Linked DNA regions of Gossypium hirsutum: region 2 is linked to region 1. Evidence: chromatin contacts called from public Hi-C data. All regions are on one chromosome and are shown on one strand. Each heading gives the region's core, a stretch centred on a gene start, on an enhancer-like site or on the middle of the called end of the contact. The rest is flanking DNA. Distances are from core to core; before and after follow the strand shown. Region 1 has its middle 8.7 kb from the start of LOC107916359. Region 2 has its middle 48 kb from the start of LOC121222352.

What was found. Hi-C and Micro-C count contacts between places; a contact is called where the count stands out from the background.
Region 2: a Hi-C map of leaf shows a contact between it and region 1, with 2.0 times the contacts expected there. The contact joins two enhancer-like sites. A contact is called at or near these places in 7 of 34 Hi-C or Micro-C datasets (callus, fibers and leaf).

The regions. Positions count from the first base shown.
Region 1 is chrD10:6,174,426-6,178,510 of Gossypium_hirsutum_v2.1, reverse strand. No RefSeq gene overlaps it. Among protein-coding and RNA genes, the nearest start is that of LOC107916359, 8.7 kb to the right of the region's middle. Within about 2 kb of position 2,155, at least 3 of the 9 cell types and tissues checked have an H3K27ac peak or open chromatin away from gene starts, as enhancers often do. A contact at or near this core is called in leaf, where this site is marked.
Region 2 is chrD10:6,224,685-6,228,769 of Gossypium_hirsutum_v2.1, reverse strand. No RefSeq gene overlaps it. Among protein-coding and RNA genes, the nearest start is that of LOC121222352, 48 kb to the left of the region's middle. Within about 2 kb of position 2,204, at least 2 of the 9 cell types and tissues checked have an H3K27ac peak or open chromatin away from gene starts, as enhancers often do. A contact at or near this core is called in leaf, where this site is marked.

The sequences.
Region 1 (4,085 bases), core at 906-3,405:
AAAAAAGCTTGGTGTTTAATAGTTCTCGAGAGAATTGTGCCCTAACTTACTGGGCTTCAATTCTTCTCGATGAATTTACGTCATCAAGTATCCATTTTATTTAAACCATACAATTTTAAAATAAAGCATTTAAGATTTCAAGATGTTGGATCCTAACTTACTGGATATAACCTTTTGTTATCTTGATTTTAAAATAAAGGTAATATTTGGTGTTTAGGAATTTTAAGAAATTGAACCCTAACTTACTGGGTTTTGATTTCTCGATTGACCCAAATAACCAAGTATCCTTCTCAAAACATATGATTTTTTAAGACAAACTTAATTTTGAAGATTTGAAATGTTGCACTCTAACTTACTGAGTATGACAATTTATTTCTCTGGAATAAGTGAACATTATCATCCAATTCATTTTATTCAGGATAAAAGGATCGAATTTTAAAATCATTTCAAAATTTCGACATCAAGACATTAAACAATCAATTCGGTACCAATTTTGGGCGTCATGAGGGTACTAACCCTTCCTCGTGCGTAACCGACTCCCGAACCTGTTTTCTCAAAATTCGCAGACCTAAAATTATTTTCGAGGTGATCCGATCATACCACAATAAAAGATCGGTGGCGACTCCCATTTTATTTTCAAAGTCGATCCCCGTTTTTTAACATAAAAATAGTTTCGACATAAGTTATTTTTTCGTATTACGATCTGACCACGTAACACCGCTTAGTATTAATTTAAACATTAGACAACCAGTGAATCAATATTTTTTTCTATTTTGCTTTGCATGCAAAAACCACATGAGGACAATTATACAAAGTATATTAATGTAATCCATGAATTGTTTTATTAACTAATCTGTTTGAAAATTTTACAAATTTACAAATGAATATACTCAGAGTAAGAATATCATAAATGGTAATCACCTTATATGTGTAAAGAAAATAATTGAAAGAAAACATATTGAAGTAACTTTAGTTTTAGTAATGTGACAATAAAATATTGGAACTAAACCTTCATTAATATATGGCCCAAATGAATTTAAGTTTAATGTTCATAAAAGAAATATCGTTATTTACTTACTAAGCTCTTTGAGATGATCACATTAGTTGTTTAAAAACACATGTGAAAGCTTTTCCCGTGAAGATTGAACTAGCATCTTCAGAGGATCGCATCACCATTTGAAGTTTGAAAGAGTGTGAACAAGTAATGTTGTACTACATAAATGCTTAGACCATTTACAGAGTTTATAATTATATTGCCTTGTATTAGTAAGCGAAAAATGTATTCAATTTTGATAATTTATAAGATAAAATTTTGGTTTTTTAATTAGTTTGAGCATGTTCCATATATGAAACTGAACATTTGGAGGCTCCACAAATCACAATATCAACCATAATATAATCTTGCTCAAGGAAAAGCTGCACTTTTATTTTTATTCAATTTAGTCCAAACTTCATTTTCTTCCAATCTAGTTTCCTAGTCGTATGTTACTTTATTAATAATCTTTAGCTCGTTTCTTTAATCGTTGGAAAATTTACACTTTAGGTTATTCTACTTTTTTGACTTTATAGTTTGGTCTTTTTTTCCAAAATTTCATAATCATAATCATTTTCACAAAATTTATTTCCTGCAAATAAAATTAATTCCTCAAGACTTCACTTAATACGCTTATTTTCGAATTTTACCTAGAATTTCAGGGCATGGCTCTACATCTTGTTACCCTAAAGAAGACAACAAGCTTGTGGTTTTGTTCCTTAAAACCAAGGTTCGTATCAAATTTCTAAGAGCTTGGGTTGAAGTTTATGATCCATTTCTTTAGCAACATTATCCACAAGAGGGCACCCATCACCTTGATGATAGTAAAGCAATAGGTGGATGAAACTCTAAAAGAAATGTTACCTAATTTAACGTTGAAACTCTCCAAATAAAAAATTTAGACCACACCATCAGAATTGGAATATTTACTAATGGATTAAGAGATTGAGAGTTCAAGTCTCTTTCAAAGAAGTCGCCAAAGGTCTTCTTGTACCTGCTTGTAAGGGCGGAAAACTATATCAACGCTGAAGAAACTATGGTGGTCAAGCAACAACGAAATAAGTAAAAGAGGAGAAAGGGCATGGGAGAATTCTTCGGACGACGGTCCCCTCGATGCTTCCAAGATAATAAGACAAGGTGATCACCTTTGCAAAAGTACGATATTTATACACCCCTCAATAGACCTTGACGAGAAGTCCTTTTCGCTATAAAAAGAGACAACCTCACCAAACACGCAGAGAAATTAAGGTTAAGTATCAAGACAGACACCTTGAGGTATTGCCTTTTCCATAAAGACTAAAAACACATGATGGAAAAGTGTATCCACCTATGGAACCAAATCTAAAACTTGATCAAGAAAGGGTATCTTAGGCACAAAACCTACTTGATTAGGATTGAAGGATAGGCATGACTCTCTTCAGTCTGTTAACAATCACTTTCATAATTATCTTCTAAGCCAATGAACAGAGGCTTGTGGTTCAGAAATAAGAGAAGTTCTCAAGGCTAAGAACTTTCAGTATCGGTACAACTAAAAAACTGAGTTCCTAATGCTTTTAGAAATGGCATATTAAATTAAGCAATTTTAATCTTCTCATTAGAAACTTCTATAGACAACACACCAATCTCTTAGACCCCTAAGCTTAGGAAGAACTCTTTTTGAGACAATACCTAAAATTATCCATAACCTCTCCCCAACCCATAAATAGGAAGATAATGTGCTCCAGCGCACTCAAACCCACGTCCTCTTGTATTGACAACAATGCTCGTACCAATTAAACTAAAATTCAATCAGCTCACCTTAAATCTTATATATATATATATCATCTCTCTACTTTATGCTTTCCACACCAAAGTCAATGCCAAAAACTTTAAACTTTAATTCCTAAATCTTAAATTATTTATATCAAACATTAAAAGAATAATCCTAAATCTTTTAAATAATTATTTTGGTAAATTTGTTAAGGAGATTCTTAACATAAGCACATATTGTTAAATTATATTTTAAAAAATAATAAATAAAATGCGTGACAATTTTTTATCAAATGGACCAAATAATAATTTAAACTTATAAATTTTAACACCTTGAGAAATTTTTTTTCTAGAACCCCTAATCTCTAAATTGAAACCCAAAACCTCAATTTTTCAAGTATAAATTTTTTTAATGGTACAACTTACACAAATGAGTGAATTTAGAAATAATTACAAGGCACGAACTTTAAACCTTAAACACCAAGAAAAACAACAAGTGCATGTACAACATCAAGTTGCATGAATGGGTGTAATTAATCAAAACATAAATCTTTTAGTCATTTGTCAAAAGTTAGGAATGAGATTTCATTTAGAAATCACATCAACAAATTCTAAAATTTTTCTTTCCTTCCTCAATTTTCTAATATTATTATTCTATAAAGTATTACTGCAAAAATCTTTATAAAAATTGAGTTTCTTGTTATACATTGCTCAGTACTTAGTGAACTATTCTCGTTAGTACAAAACGTAAATAGTCATTGGCTTCATTGTATCCTGAGGTTAATTTGCTTTAAACTCTTTTACACAACAAAAATAGATGGGCAAATATAACCTTAAATATAGTAGCTTGATACACGTATTGGAATCTTATCCTATTTCTTCTTTTGCTGTTCGAATTCCGTTCATGTTTGAGGTTTTTTCTTACCGGAAATTTGTACTAACATTAACAAATCCATTTATCTGTAAAATAAGGGGCAAACTGAGAGTAGTGGAAGTTTCCAAGCAGGCGAAATCACAGAGAAGTCTGTTAAAATATTAGTGAAAGGTTATTATAATTTCTGGAAACAGATGCGATAGAAATAATTTTCTTCGTTTTTCTTATGTATATAACTTCAATCAATCATAAAAGAATCCTCAGAGATTGCTTATTTTATATGGATTTGTCTTTAATTTTATTAATAATTACTTTTTAAAATATATATATTTTTATTCTTTCTCTGCTTCTTGTCAGTTAATTGATTCATTATTTGGCTATATCCTAGAAATTTTTGGTAGCAAAATTATGTTTTTGCTACAATTCTTT
Region 2 (4,085 bases), core at 955-3,454, 50 kb before region 1:
GTGGTCTTCATAGGTCCACAGATGTCTGTATGAACCAGCTGAAGCTTTCCTTGTGCTCTCCATGCTTTGTTGACAGGAAAGGGTAATCTAGTCTGTTTGCCTAGCTGACAGACCTCACACACAACCTCCCTTGGCTCAATTTTAGACATGTCACTGACCAAATTCATCTTCTGCAACATACTAAGAGAGTTGTAGTTTACATGTCCCATCCTCTTATGCCACACGTCTGCTTCATCAGACTGAGATGCATATGCCCTTGCCTGTAGCTGATTCACATCCACAATGAAGGTTCTGTCTTTCATAGCCACTGTAGTTAACACTTCACCGGCAGCATTTTTGATCAAACAATTATTGCCTTCAAAAATCAGAGAGTAGCCCTTCTCCAGTAACTGGCCAACACTCAGCAAGTTTTGGCCAATATCAGGTACGTAGGGAACCTCAGAAATGGTTTTATTACCTGACTTAGTGCTTATCAAAGCCTTGCCTTTGCCTTTTACCTCTAGCAGCTCACCATTGCCAATTCTGACGTTGGACTTGTAAGTGGTGTCAAGCTCCTTAAATATACTCTTCTCAGAAGCCATGTGGTGAGTACATCCACTGTCAATTAGCCAAAATTTGCCAACCTTGCTCGAGCTTGCAAAGCATGATGCTGAAAAAACACGCTCTTCTTCTATTTCAACATCTTCTGCAACCTGAGCTTGATTCTGATACTGAGGTTGTGCTTTTGACTTGTTTTTACAGACCTTTTTAATGTGGCCAAATTGTTTGCAGCGTCTACATTGAATGTCTGGTTTGTACCAGCAGTATTTTTCAAGGTGAGTAGTCTTCTTACAATGAATATAAGGTGGAAACTTCTTCTTGATAGGCTCTTTCTTCTTCTTTTCTATCCAAGGCTTCTTGTCTTTGGTATTCGAGTTTGAACCTGAGCTTTCTTTGCTTCTAGCTTGAAAGGCTCCTTCATAGTGATCTTCCATTCTGTTTGCCCTTCTTTGCTCTTGAGCATAAAGAGCATTTATAAGCTCTGTCAAAGGGATTGTTGACAAGTCCCTTGAATCTTCCAGAGAAGAAATTTTTGCTTCATACTTCTCTGGCAAGGTTGTTATGACCTTCTCAACCACTCTTTGGTCACTAAATTCTTCCCCAAGCAATCTTATATTGTTGACAGTAGCCATAATTCTATCAGCATACTGCTTAATAGTTTCCGAGTCCTTCATTTTCAAGTTCTCAAAGTCCCTTCTCAAGTTGATCAGATGTTGTTGCCTGGTCTTATCAGACCCTTGAAACTCCTCATTGAGTTTATCCCAGGCCTGCTTTGGTGTGTCACGGGCCATTATCCTCGTGAAAATAACATCAGAAACTCCAGTTTGAAGGTATGACATGGCCTTGTACTTCTTGGCACAGTCTTCACTATGCTGCCTAACCTGAGCTATGGTCGGGTTGGCTCTTAGTGGTGGTGGCTCAGTGTCATTAAGAACAACATTCCACAGGTCATGCGCCTGCAGGTATGTCCTCATTTTCACTGCCCAAATGTTGTAATTTTCTCCAGCAAAGACAGGTGGAGGAGGTGGTGTAAAACTCATTTTCACAGCAACCAAAAAACAACCTCTGCTTCTTTTGTTTTAAGCACAACTTGCTTAGTGACAGTGTACAACCAAGGCCCTCAAAGACAATGAGCTCTTGATACCATTTGTTGGATTTTTCAGCAAAGAAAATAAGAGACCGAATAAGCAAAGAAAAGGAAACTTGAAACTGAAAAAACTCAGCAAAATGTAACTGAAAGTCATTTAAATTTTCATTAAAATTTTGAATATATGTAAGTTACAAAAGGTTTGTACAGTTACCTACTTGTTAACTGCTCCCATTAAAATCATACTAAAAATATTACAACTTGCATACAAAAGAAAGCTGGCATACCAGCTATTACATCAAAGTAAATCAATCAATCTATCCTACTAACTTTGCTATCAAAATACAAAAGATTTGGACAAAGTTACATAAGAACAAATCATCCAAAATAAGTTGCTTCAATCGAACCAGCTCCATTTCTTCACTTCAGAACAGTATAATAGCTTGACATTGCTCAATTTGCTGCTGCTGGTCTTTTGTTGCAATGCAGGCCAAAGTTTAACATTATTTTGGTGTTCGTTGATTGGTTTTTTGGTCGCTTTCGTTTAGTAGACTGCTTCCACATGTACACTACACAATTTGTGCAGACACGATTCTAAGGAGATAATAAAAGAATATTTAATACATAATTATTCCCTTTCAATATCAGATTCTGGTCCACAAATTTTTTTTTCTTCATAATTTCATAAATATCCATCAGTCAATTGTACATCACATGTCATGCATAAACCAATTGGCAATTAAGACGGTCAGTGAATAAAAATACTACTATATATATAAATCTTTGTCTGCTCAATATTTTATACACAGCTGCAATATTCTTCATCTATTAGCAGCCAAATTTAGGTGAAATAGTAATGGTAGGAAATTAGAGAAGTGTGAACACTATAATACATCTCTTTACGTACTACAGCCAAACATTTTGATTCCAAATGATAAAAAAGGTTCATTTTCGGTGTTGAAGCCATGAAACCAAGACCGGTTTAGGGTTAACAGAAATGGACCTCTAAAGCTATACAAATACTTGAAGAATCAAAACACCACCTCAAAGAGAAAAAGAAGATATATAATTGGAGTTAAACCATGAAAAGAAGAGTGAATTTTACAACCCATTTTGTTGTTTTTTTCTCATCGAATACGAATAACGACAATAAATATTACCACTTTCATTAAAAAAAAAAACCTATGCAGACAAATTACAGAAAAGAAATATTTTCTTGGTTGAAATCAATCCACATTTTAACTAATCGAGTAGAACATGAAGTTGATGCGACAGGCAATAGAAACGACAACATATAAAACTGCTTTTCATTAGTCTTTGCTAAGAGTGGGGTCGTATCTCTGTCGTCACATTCACAGCCGATTCATATCAAACACGTAATTCCAATTGAAAAGGTTGCATCCCTCTTTCATTTTATAGTATGGATTTTTTGTTCTGTTGTGTTGATTATTTTGCCCAGATTACAATAATAATTTAATGTTGGTTCTGCTTCTAAATCAAGTAAATAATTCCCAAAACAAATCATTAACAAATCCAAGTTTCAAAGCACAAATTTATTGCATGAAATGACACAAAGGAAAAAGATAGGAAAAATGATTGTACCTTAGCGATTAATTGATGTTTGTTTTCTTCTCTCTCTGAGATTTAGGTTGGAATCTTGCTTTATATATATATATACAAATAAGTTTGTCTGATGAATGTTGACACCATTTTTTGAATAAAATGGGGTTAACTTGGATTTTAAAAATAAAAACGAAAATGAGAGTCGCCACCAATCCTTTTTGATGAGGTGTGATCGGATCATCTTAAAAAGTGGTTGTTTTTAATAAACGATTTGATTTTATCAAAACAACGATTTTGGTCTACGAAATTTAGAAAATGGGTTCGGGAGTCAGTTACGCACGAGGAAGGGTTAGCACCCTCGATACGCCCAAAATTGGTATCTTAGTTGATTATTTAATGTCTTTATGTCGAAAGCTGAAAGTTTGAAAAGATTTAAAATACGATCCTCTTTTATTAATGTTGATTTTAAAATGCCTTAATTAAATCAAAAATAGAAAATGAGTAAAAAATTAATTGAATTATTTAATGAAAATATTTTTTAAAATAAAAATAGAAACAATAAATAAACAATAAATAAAAAAATAAAAAGGGAAATAATACAAACAAGTCATTGACCGAATTGAAATCAGGCCAAAAATCAGAGTTTAAATTGCAAATAAATAAAACAGATTGCTAGGGGGCTGAAATAAAATGCACTGAGGACATGGGGGACCGATTGTGCAATATTCCCACCCCTTATGCGCGTTTTGTGCAGGACTAAACTGAGACGAGCAAAAAATTCGCAGGGCAAAATAAAAAAGAATAAATAAACAAGCAGAAGGATGAAATCGAAACAAATTAATAATGAGGAGGGACCAAGGGCATAAGTAGCCCATTTAACAGAAACGCGCAGATC